Regions from separate parts of the Mus musculus genome. Here region 2 is linked to region 1. A link is a contact called in public Hi-C data. All regions are on one chromosome and are shown on one strand. The core of a region is the stretch at or near the end of the contact, and the rest is flanking DNA. Distances in the headings are between cores, read along the strand shown.

Region 1 (3,615 bases), core at 609-3,108:
TCAGTTTGCAATGGGTCCTGGGGTCGAATTCACCCTAAGGTATCCGCAGAGCTCTCACTGGGCGAAAACCAAAAGTCTGTGGAAAACCGGTTTTAATTTGTTTCCCCAGCTGCTGTGATAGAACTCTGACCAAAGGCGGCTTGCAGGAGGGGAGGCTTTGCATGGCTTCAGTCCATGGTGCAGGCATGGTGCAGGCGCGGCACTGGCCATCACAAAGGGAACTGACAGCGGGAACCTGGAGGCGGGAGATGAAACAGAGGCTGCGGGGGGGGCACTGCTCCTGGCTCGCTGGCCACGGCTTGTTCAGATTGCTTTCTTTTCTCTTCTGTTTTTAGTTTATGTGTAGGGTTCTACGCCCACAGAGGACAGAAGTGGGTGTCAGATACCCTAGAACTGGAGTTTGAGACCACTGTTCGCTGCCATGTGTGGTGCTTGGAGTTGAACCCACATCCTCTAGAAGAGCAGATAAACCCACAGTTTGCTTTCTTACACAATCCAGAATCACCTGTCCAGGGGCGACACCACAGTCATGGGCTAGGCCCTCCCTCTGCAATCATTAATCATGCAAATGCCCACAGAGTTGTCCACAGGAAAATCTGATGGAGTCTCAACTCTTCTCCCCACATGACTCCAGTTTGTGTCAAATTGACAATAATAACAACAACAATAATAATAGTAACAACAACAACAAACAGAACTGAGAGCAGTTCTCAGTGAATGAACTCAAGTGTCCCCAGACTTCCTTGAAAATGGGGCTGAGTCCTGGGATGCTGTGGCCTGCACTCATTTTTCTAAAGGAGACCGAGGAGGAGGAGGAAGAGGAGGAGGAGGAGGAGGAGGAGGAGATGGGGTAGATGGAAGGAGGAGGGGAGGAGGAGGAGGAACAGAGACAGGAAGGAGGGGAGGGAAGGGGGAGCTTGGGGGTGGTGGGGAAGAGCAGGGAGAGAGAAGAGCTGGAAACAGGAGCTGCCCAGGGTCCCTCTGTAAACAGTGCGGGGGGGGGGGGGGGGGGGGCCGGCTGCTGCCACTCTCAGGGTGATAGCTCACAGCCCTGCCAGCCCTGCAACCCCATCTGTTTGAGCCGTCTGTGAAGTCTCAGGGCCAAAAAAAATAAGAAGGCCGGTGGGGTGGTCACTGCTGCGTTTATGTAAAGAGCATCTGGCACCTGTGGTAAGGAGGCTCTGTCCCTCCATCCCTGCTGAGCTTTTTGACCAACAGTCAGTGAAGCGCAGTGAGCCGCAGAGGCTGGGTGCTGAGCTGGGCCAGACAGGAAACCTTCACTACCGTTGATCACAGGACACATCACAACTTTACACATCAGCACAGTGACAGGCACTTAACAGATGCCAAGGGAACCCCAAGGATGTCACCATCATGACAGCTTTAGAGATGGGGAACAGGCTGGTAAGTAGACACCGGCCTAGGGCGGATGGGAGGGCCACAGCCACCACTATGAACAGTCCAGACTAGCCAGCCTTAAGCTCTAGATCCAAGCTCATCACAAAGCTGTGCAGCCCCTCCCTTGGGAACGCAGACTACGCCTGCCCCAGCAGGAGCTGAGATAATGCAGGACGGACCCAGAACCCAGAAGGACAGTCAGCCGGTGTCCACGCATACATCAGATAAAGAGCTCACAGAACCCTTAAAAATCACTGTGAAGAAAGATCAGTCCATATACTCCTTTAAAAGGCGGGGCTACCCAGAAGAGTTTGCCAGAGTTTACCCGATGGACGCCAAGGAGAACAGAAGGGAGAGGGGGAAGGGAAGGGAGGGAGCCGCTCTGGGGAAATCCTGCTCCCAGAACAGCTCAGGAAGCTTCTGTCCAGCCCCGCCCCGGCCCCGCCCAGGCCCCGGGCCCAGCCCCGCCCCGGCCCCGCCCAGCCTCTCTGGGAACCGCCGCCAGCGCAGCTGCTCCCAGCAGGGCTCATAGGAAGAGCGGCAGCCTCTGGAAAGAGCAGTGTAGCTCAGCAAGTGAAACGGACCGAGCTGTTGGGTGGGGGTTAACACATTTCTCAGTGTCACAGGTGTGCTGACGAAGGACAAAGGCCAGACACATCTGCAAGTGAGAATTCAAAGCAGTTGGTTGAGGGATCTGGGGCTGGTGTCACCATGGGGGACAGGAACTGAGAAAGGGTCTGTAAATGGAGGCTGGCTGCAGGGCTACCTGTCTTAACTGCTCTGCCAGCCAGGCCCCTTCCTTCCCTCTACCTCCCTCGGCTTCCCTCCAGACCAGCAGCAGCCACCAGGGTTTTTCTCCAAGCCAGTCAGACAAATGGACAGGCAGACAAATGACAGAAACACAAGAGGCAGGCAGACAAATTAGACAAAAGGCTGTAGCAGGCGACAGAGTGAACTGGTTAATCATGAGGCAGGAACGATAAAGAAGCTAAGTGAGCGCTGACTGCATACTAAGCCTTACTAAGGATTCTGCGCCTTATGTATGCCCTTGCTTAATCCCTTCAGCAGTCTTACACGAGGTAAAGAAAGGAAGGGGACTTTAAAGGTATTTCATGAAAAAACGGAAGCAACCCACTGTGTGAGCTACAGGCAGAACTGATAATAATGTGAACAATACATGTTCATACAACACCTCCATCAAAGTCCACCAAAACTCAGGTCCGACTCCAGGCAATCCCTCTCAGACATTAGAGACATTGCTGGGTGGACGCACAGATCTTCCCAATCCTGGAGAACAGATCTGCAAAGCTTAGCAGCCCACACAGCAGTCTATGGAGAGGGAATTAATGACGTAGTTGGTGGCTAGGGAGACAACAAGTAACTTACTGACACAGGCTACAAAGTAACACAGATGATTACAAGGAGAGTGTGCACTGAGACATCTTGCGGAGAGGAGAGCTAAAGCAGGGGTTCTCAGCCTTCCTGATGCTGCTCCTTTAACACAGTTCCTCCCGTTGTCATGACCTTCCACCCACAAAATTATTTTCATTGCTACTTCATAACTACAACTTTGCTATTGTTATGAATCGTAGTGTAAACATTTTTTGGAGATAGAGGGTTGCCAAAGGGGTGGAGACCCACAGGTTGAGGACCACTGGACTAACGGGTCACTCTGCGGCAGTAGGAACTCACTCCACTTTTTCTGCTGCACACTTTTTTACGTGAGGCGCCTCACGGAGAGCTTCAGAAAGTGGGATTGGCTCTAGCGGAAGCAGTGGGTGTACATTTCTGTGAAGACAGGCAAGAATGCAGCAGAAAGACCGAATGTTTTCAGCCACAAGGAAGTGAGGAACAGCCTGGTGAATCCCGGCTCTCGCTCCTTACCTAGGACAGAACAGGTCCCAGGAAGTGCCAGGGACTGGCGAGGGTGGTCCTGGGATGCATAAGTCACTACGCAACATGACTTTTCCTGTGGGTCTCGGTGCAGAAAGCTCGGATGGTGGATAAAAAGCAAACCCATAGACAGACCTCCCAGACTGAAGCCTGCTCCGCAGGAATCGATATCTTCACTTAACCTCCCTCAGCCTCAATTTTTCCATCTATAGAATGGAAAGCATGGCCAAAGGTTGCCATACTGCGTGATGATCGTGAGCTTCTGAGAAGGCCTTGGTGACCCTTGCCTTAGAACACCCATCATCAGGAACACAGCATCACAGT
Region 2 (3,996 bases), core at 339-2,838, 300 kb before region 1:
ATCTCTACGCATGTCACCAGCTGCATCGCATGCATCCTTCCCTGACTTCACTGTCATCATGAACGATGTCCCCTAACACCATGACGCTGCTGAATGTATGTGAAAGCATGGCATGACAGAGTCAGAGCTGGGATTCTAAATCCTCAATCTTGAAAGCCACTGCCCTTTTCTGTCCCCAGGGAAAGGTAGGAAGGGGGACTTCTATCTCCAGAAGACGTGGGGAAAAGATGGTGCAGAACTGCCGGGAAGGAAAGAGGGAACTCCGACACAGGCCACCCTGTCTCATGACCTGGAACATCTTGAGGGGGGAACTGAAAACCAATAAAGAGGAGTATTGCCCCCTCCCCACCCCATCCCCCGCTCCCCATCAAAACAAGAGCCCCTCCTCCAGCCCAGCAGCCTCCAGGGACAAAGGAAGCTACAGATTGAATAGAAGAGGATTTGAGTGAAGGTAAGTTTGGTGCACCACAGAAAGCCTAGCTCTTGGGAAGCTGGGCATGATGATTCAAGGTCAAGGCTAACCTTGGCTGCCTAGTCAGATCCCCTTTCCAAAAAGTTCATATTAAGATTTTGTAAATGGTGGGAGGAGGCAGCTCAGTTGGTAGACATGTTTGCCTAGCATGCCTGAAGCCCTGAGTTTGATTCCCACCACAGCATACACAGGGCGTGGTGGTGCACACCTGTTATATTAGTTAGCACCCTGGAGATAGAAGCAGGAGGTTCAAGGTCGACCTCATACGTAGTGAGTTCAAGGCCAGCCTGGGTTACATAAGATCTTTCTGATCCCCACCCCCCGTCCCCTTAAAAAGAGAGAAAAGGAGGAAAAGCCTGGCTCCATGAACATCATCTGGCCCATCAGCCCCCAGAGGAGCCCCAGAGGAGCCCCAGAGGCCTGGAGCCTCCAGACAGCCACAGCGCATGAGCAAACTGGGTCTTGTAGGTTCATGCAGGAGCTACCTGGTGCATGGTGGGGTCCACTCTAGAAGCTGTGGTAAAACAGCTCACACCTGGTTATAGAAAGAGGCAAGGCCGAGACTGAGGGGAACTGGAGTTCCCCAGAGGAGGTGGCTCAGCCAGAGCCTGTCAAAAGAACAGGCTGTGATTAATGGCCACAATTTGGGGGGGGGGTTGCTTTTTTTTTTTTTTTTTTTTGAGACAGGGTTTCTCTGTGTAGCCCTGGCTGTCCTGGAACTCACTCTGTATGTAGACCAGGCTGGCCTCGAACTCAGAAATCCGCCTGCCTCTGCCTCCCAGGGGCTGGGATTAAAGGCGTGCGCCACCACTGCCCTGCTTACGGCCACAATCTTGTATACAAAGGCTGGTGAATGCCCTCAAAGACCCCTTACTCAGTGCCAGGTTCTTTTCTGTTTAGACAGACACCTCAACGGGCTCTGCCTCGTGTCCACCTACCCACCTCTTCCTTCAGTTTCCACAGCAATGCCATGTGGAGAGCATCAGGCGCCAGGAGGGACCCGCCAGCCTCTTGTGCAGGCGGTGCTCGCTTGACCATGAACTGTCCTCCAGAGCCTTGTGCATTTGAGCACTTTGTCCCCAGCTGATGACACTGTTTGGAAGGTGTTTAAGAAGTAGGGCCTCTTGGGAGGAAGTGGGTCACAGGGGGTGACACTTGTGGGTTGAAACCTTGCACCACTTCCTGTCATCTCTTTGCTTCCTCGTGATTAACAACCAACTGCCTCCCGCTCCAGTCCTCATGCCTTCCCGGATGTGATAAACTCTATTTCTTATTTTAAAAATATATTTTTTAAAAGATTTATTTATTTTTATTTATATGAGTACACTGTTGCTGTCTTCAGACACACCAGAAGAGGACATTGGATCCCATTTCAGATGGTTGTGAGCCACCATGTGGTTGCTGGGGATTGAACTCAGGACCTCTGGAAGAGCAGTCAGTGCTCTTAACCTCTGAGCCATCTCTCCAGCCCCTTAAAAATATTTTTACGTGATTTAGTTATGTATATGTGTGTCTAAGTGAATCCCACGTGTGCGTAGATACCTGCGGAGACCAGAAAAGGGCATCAAATCTCCTTAGAACTGGACTTACAGGCAGCTGTGAGCAGCCTGTGTGAGTGCTGGGGACTGAACGCAGGACCTCTTCTGAGCAAGTGTTCTTAACTGCTGAGCTGTCTGTCTCTCCAGCCTCCTCTCCTCCCTTCTAAAACATCAAGCCAGGCTCTCTCCCTCGTTAAGTTACTTTGGTCATCTGTTTTACTGCAGCAACAGTGGAGTAATTAATCGAACCTTGGGCAACGGCAAAGACAGTCATGGCTGACACTTCTTTTCTGCCCCTCAGGCATGCTCTGCCAGCTCCTCAGAATCCCAGTCGCTCTATGGGTGGCCGGCTCCGTTAGTCTTTCTCCACTTCCAACCTTCGCTCCTGCTTCCTGGCCATAGACCTTCCTCACTTCCCTGTGGAGTATGTGTACTGTAAAGCCACCACACTGCGGCATCCTGCCTTTTCTCCAGACCCCTCTGTGGTCCTGTGTGCGGTCAGGTCTGGAAGGCTCCAGGAACGCCTCCCAGATTCTGCATCCTGGATTCTCCTAGAGAGAAGCTTTGGCGATGACTGGATGGCCCCAGGAAGGGGAAGACAGTTCTTGCTGCTGTATGGTGGCCACTGGCAGGCTCTGGCTGGTCACAGAGCTTTCTTGCTACTAGTTTAATAGATGAGCAACAGGGAAATTGGAAGGGATTTTCTGGGGTTGGGGGCGCCGTCCACAAGTCTAGAAGTGTTCCCTGACCTGCCCCCAACCATTGCCTCTCATTCTGCATAAAATGCCCAAAGCCTGTCCCCGCCCTGAGCCATGGCTGGCTCCGTGTCTTCAGCTCTAAGGCACATAAACCAAGCAACTCAAGTGAAGGCAGCCAAAGACCACACATGTCCCCAGAGAGCCACAAAAGGAGACCGAGCTAGATTTAAAAAATGAATCAACTTGCTTTATGGAAGCTTGTCTGTCCTAGTTTGCTTTCTGTGGTTGTGACAAAACACTTTACCCAAATCAAATCAACACTTTAAAATGTATCACTGAGGGAATCGGAGGCAGGAACTGAAACAGAGACCATGGAGGAATGATGTCACTGGCTTGCTCCTGCCTCTGCTCAGCTAGCTTCTGTACACAACCTAGGCCCACAGGCCCAGGGGTGACCATGGGTGGACTAGATCCTCCTCCATCAAAACAATGCCCCCACAGGCATGCATGCTCGACGGCAATCTGATGGAGGCAGTTCTAATCTGATGGAGGCAGCTCCAATCTGATGGAGGCAGTTTCTCAGTTGAGACTTTCTCTTCCTGTGTGTCTCTAGTTTATGTCAAGTTGAATTCCTCCTCTTGACACCCATTATCCCTTAGGTCCTGTGTGGACATTGACAGGGTGACCTCGTGACCCATCCTCCTCATCCTTGTGCTCGACAGAAGGTAAGTTCTAGATGGACTGTCTTTCTGGATAAGGGTGTTCTCCTTCCTTCCTGTGGATGGGCTTCTGGGAAAACGGTGCTCAAACATTGGCAGGCATCTCACAGACCAGGGAGCACTAACTGAGAAGGAAAGCGGAAACACTGGGGTCTACGCTGACATGAGCCTTTAGCCCTGGGGCTGTCCCGTCTAGTTGGCATCACCCTGGTCCTTTGTGGAAACACAAATGACCAGCCTGTATGCTCCAATGCTTGCACCACAGTGGCATCCGGGAAGTCAGGGATACTGAGACTCCTGGGCTGTGACAAGGGCTAGGGTGTGACACTATTGAGGCAGTTCTGAGGGGGGCAGCATCTAAGCGGGTAAACAAAACAGCAGCTCAGGACTCAAGGTAAATAATATTTTAATGCAGTATTTTAAAATATCAAAATTAATGCAAAAATACAGGATAAACAATATGTCAAGACGGAATCAGGACTGCTAACTGGATCGACTCTTTTTGTGTTTCCAGGTAGGGCACAGCCAAATGACCCCATCTTTGACAAGATATAGAATATCTGAGGCAC

Evidence for each region. Hi-C and Micro-C count contacts between places; a contact is called where the count stands out from the background.
Region 2: a contact with region 1 is called in a Hi-C map of pre-B cells, with 5 times the contacts expected there. The contact joins two enhancer-like sites. A contact is called at or near these places in 19 of 484 Hi-C or Micro-C datasets (B cells, the G1E-ER4 cell line, the N1E-115 cell line and 13 more), 5 of 115 datasets of contacts at active chromatin or transcription factors (astrocytes, bone marrow-derived dendritic cells, double positive thymocytes and 2 more) and 4 of 9 other capture datasets (adipose tissue, embryonic stem cells, liver and 1 more).

Annotation. Positions count from the first base shown.
Region 1 is chr9:121,369,929-121,373,543 of GRCm38.p6, reverse strand. All of the region lies in intron 1 of Trak1 (trafficking protein, kinesin binding 1), which reads right to left. Among named protein-coding and RNA genes, the nearest start is that of Trak1, 4.8 kb to the right of the region's middle. Within about 2 kb of position 1,858, at least 326 of the 459 cell types and tissues checked have an H3K27ac peak or open chromatin away from gene starts, as enhancers often do. A contact at or near this core is called in B cells, the G1E-ER4 cell line, double positive thymocytes and 2 more, where this site is marked.
Region 2 is chr9:121,672,768-121,676,763 of GRCm38.p6, reverse strand. Vipr1 (vasoactive intestinal peptide receptor 1) reads right to left here. Exons shown (of 13, transcript NM_011703.4): 13 at 3,810-3,996. Among named protein-coding and RNA genes, the nearest start is that of Sec22c, 30 kb to the left of the region's middle. Within about 2 kb of position 1,588, at least 84 of the 459 cell types and tissues checked have an H3K27ac peak or open chromatin away from gene starts, as enhancers often do. A contact at or near this core is called in B cells, the G1E-ER4 cell line, double positive thymocytes and 2 more, where this site is marked.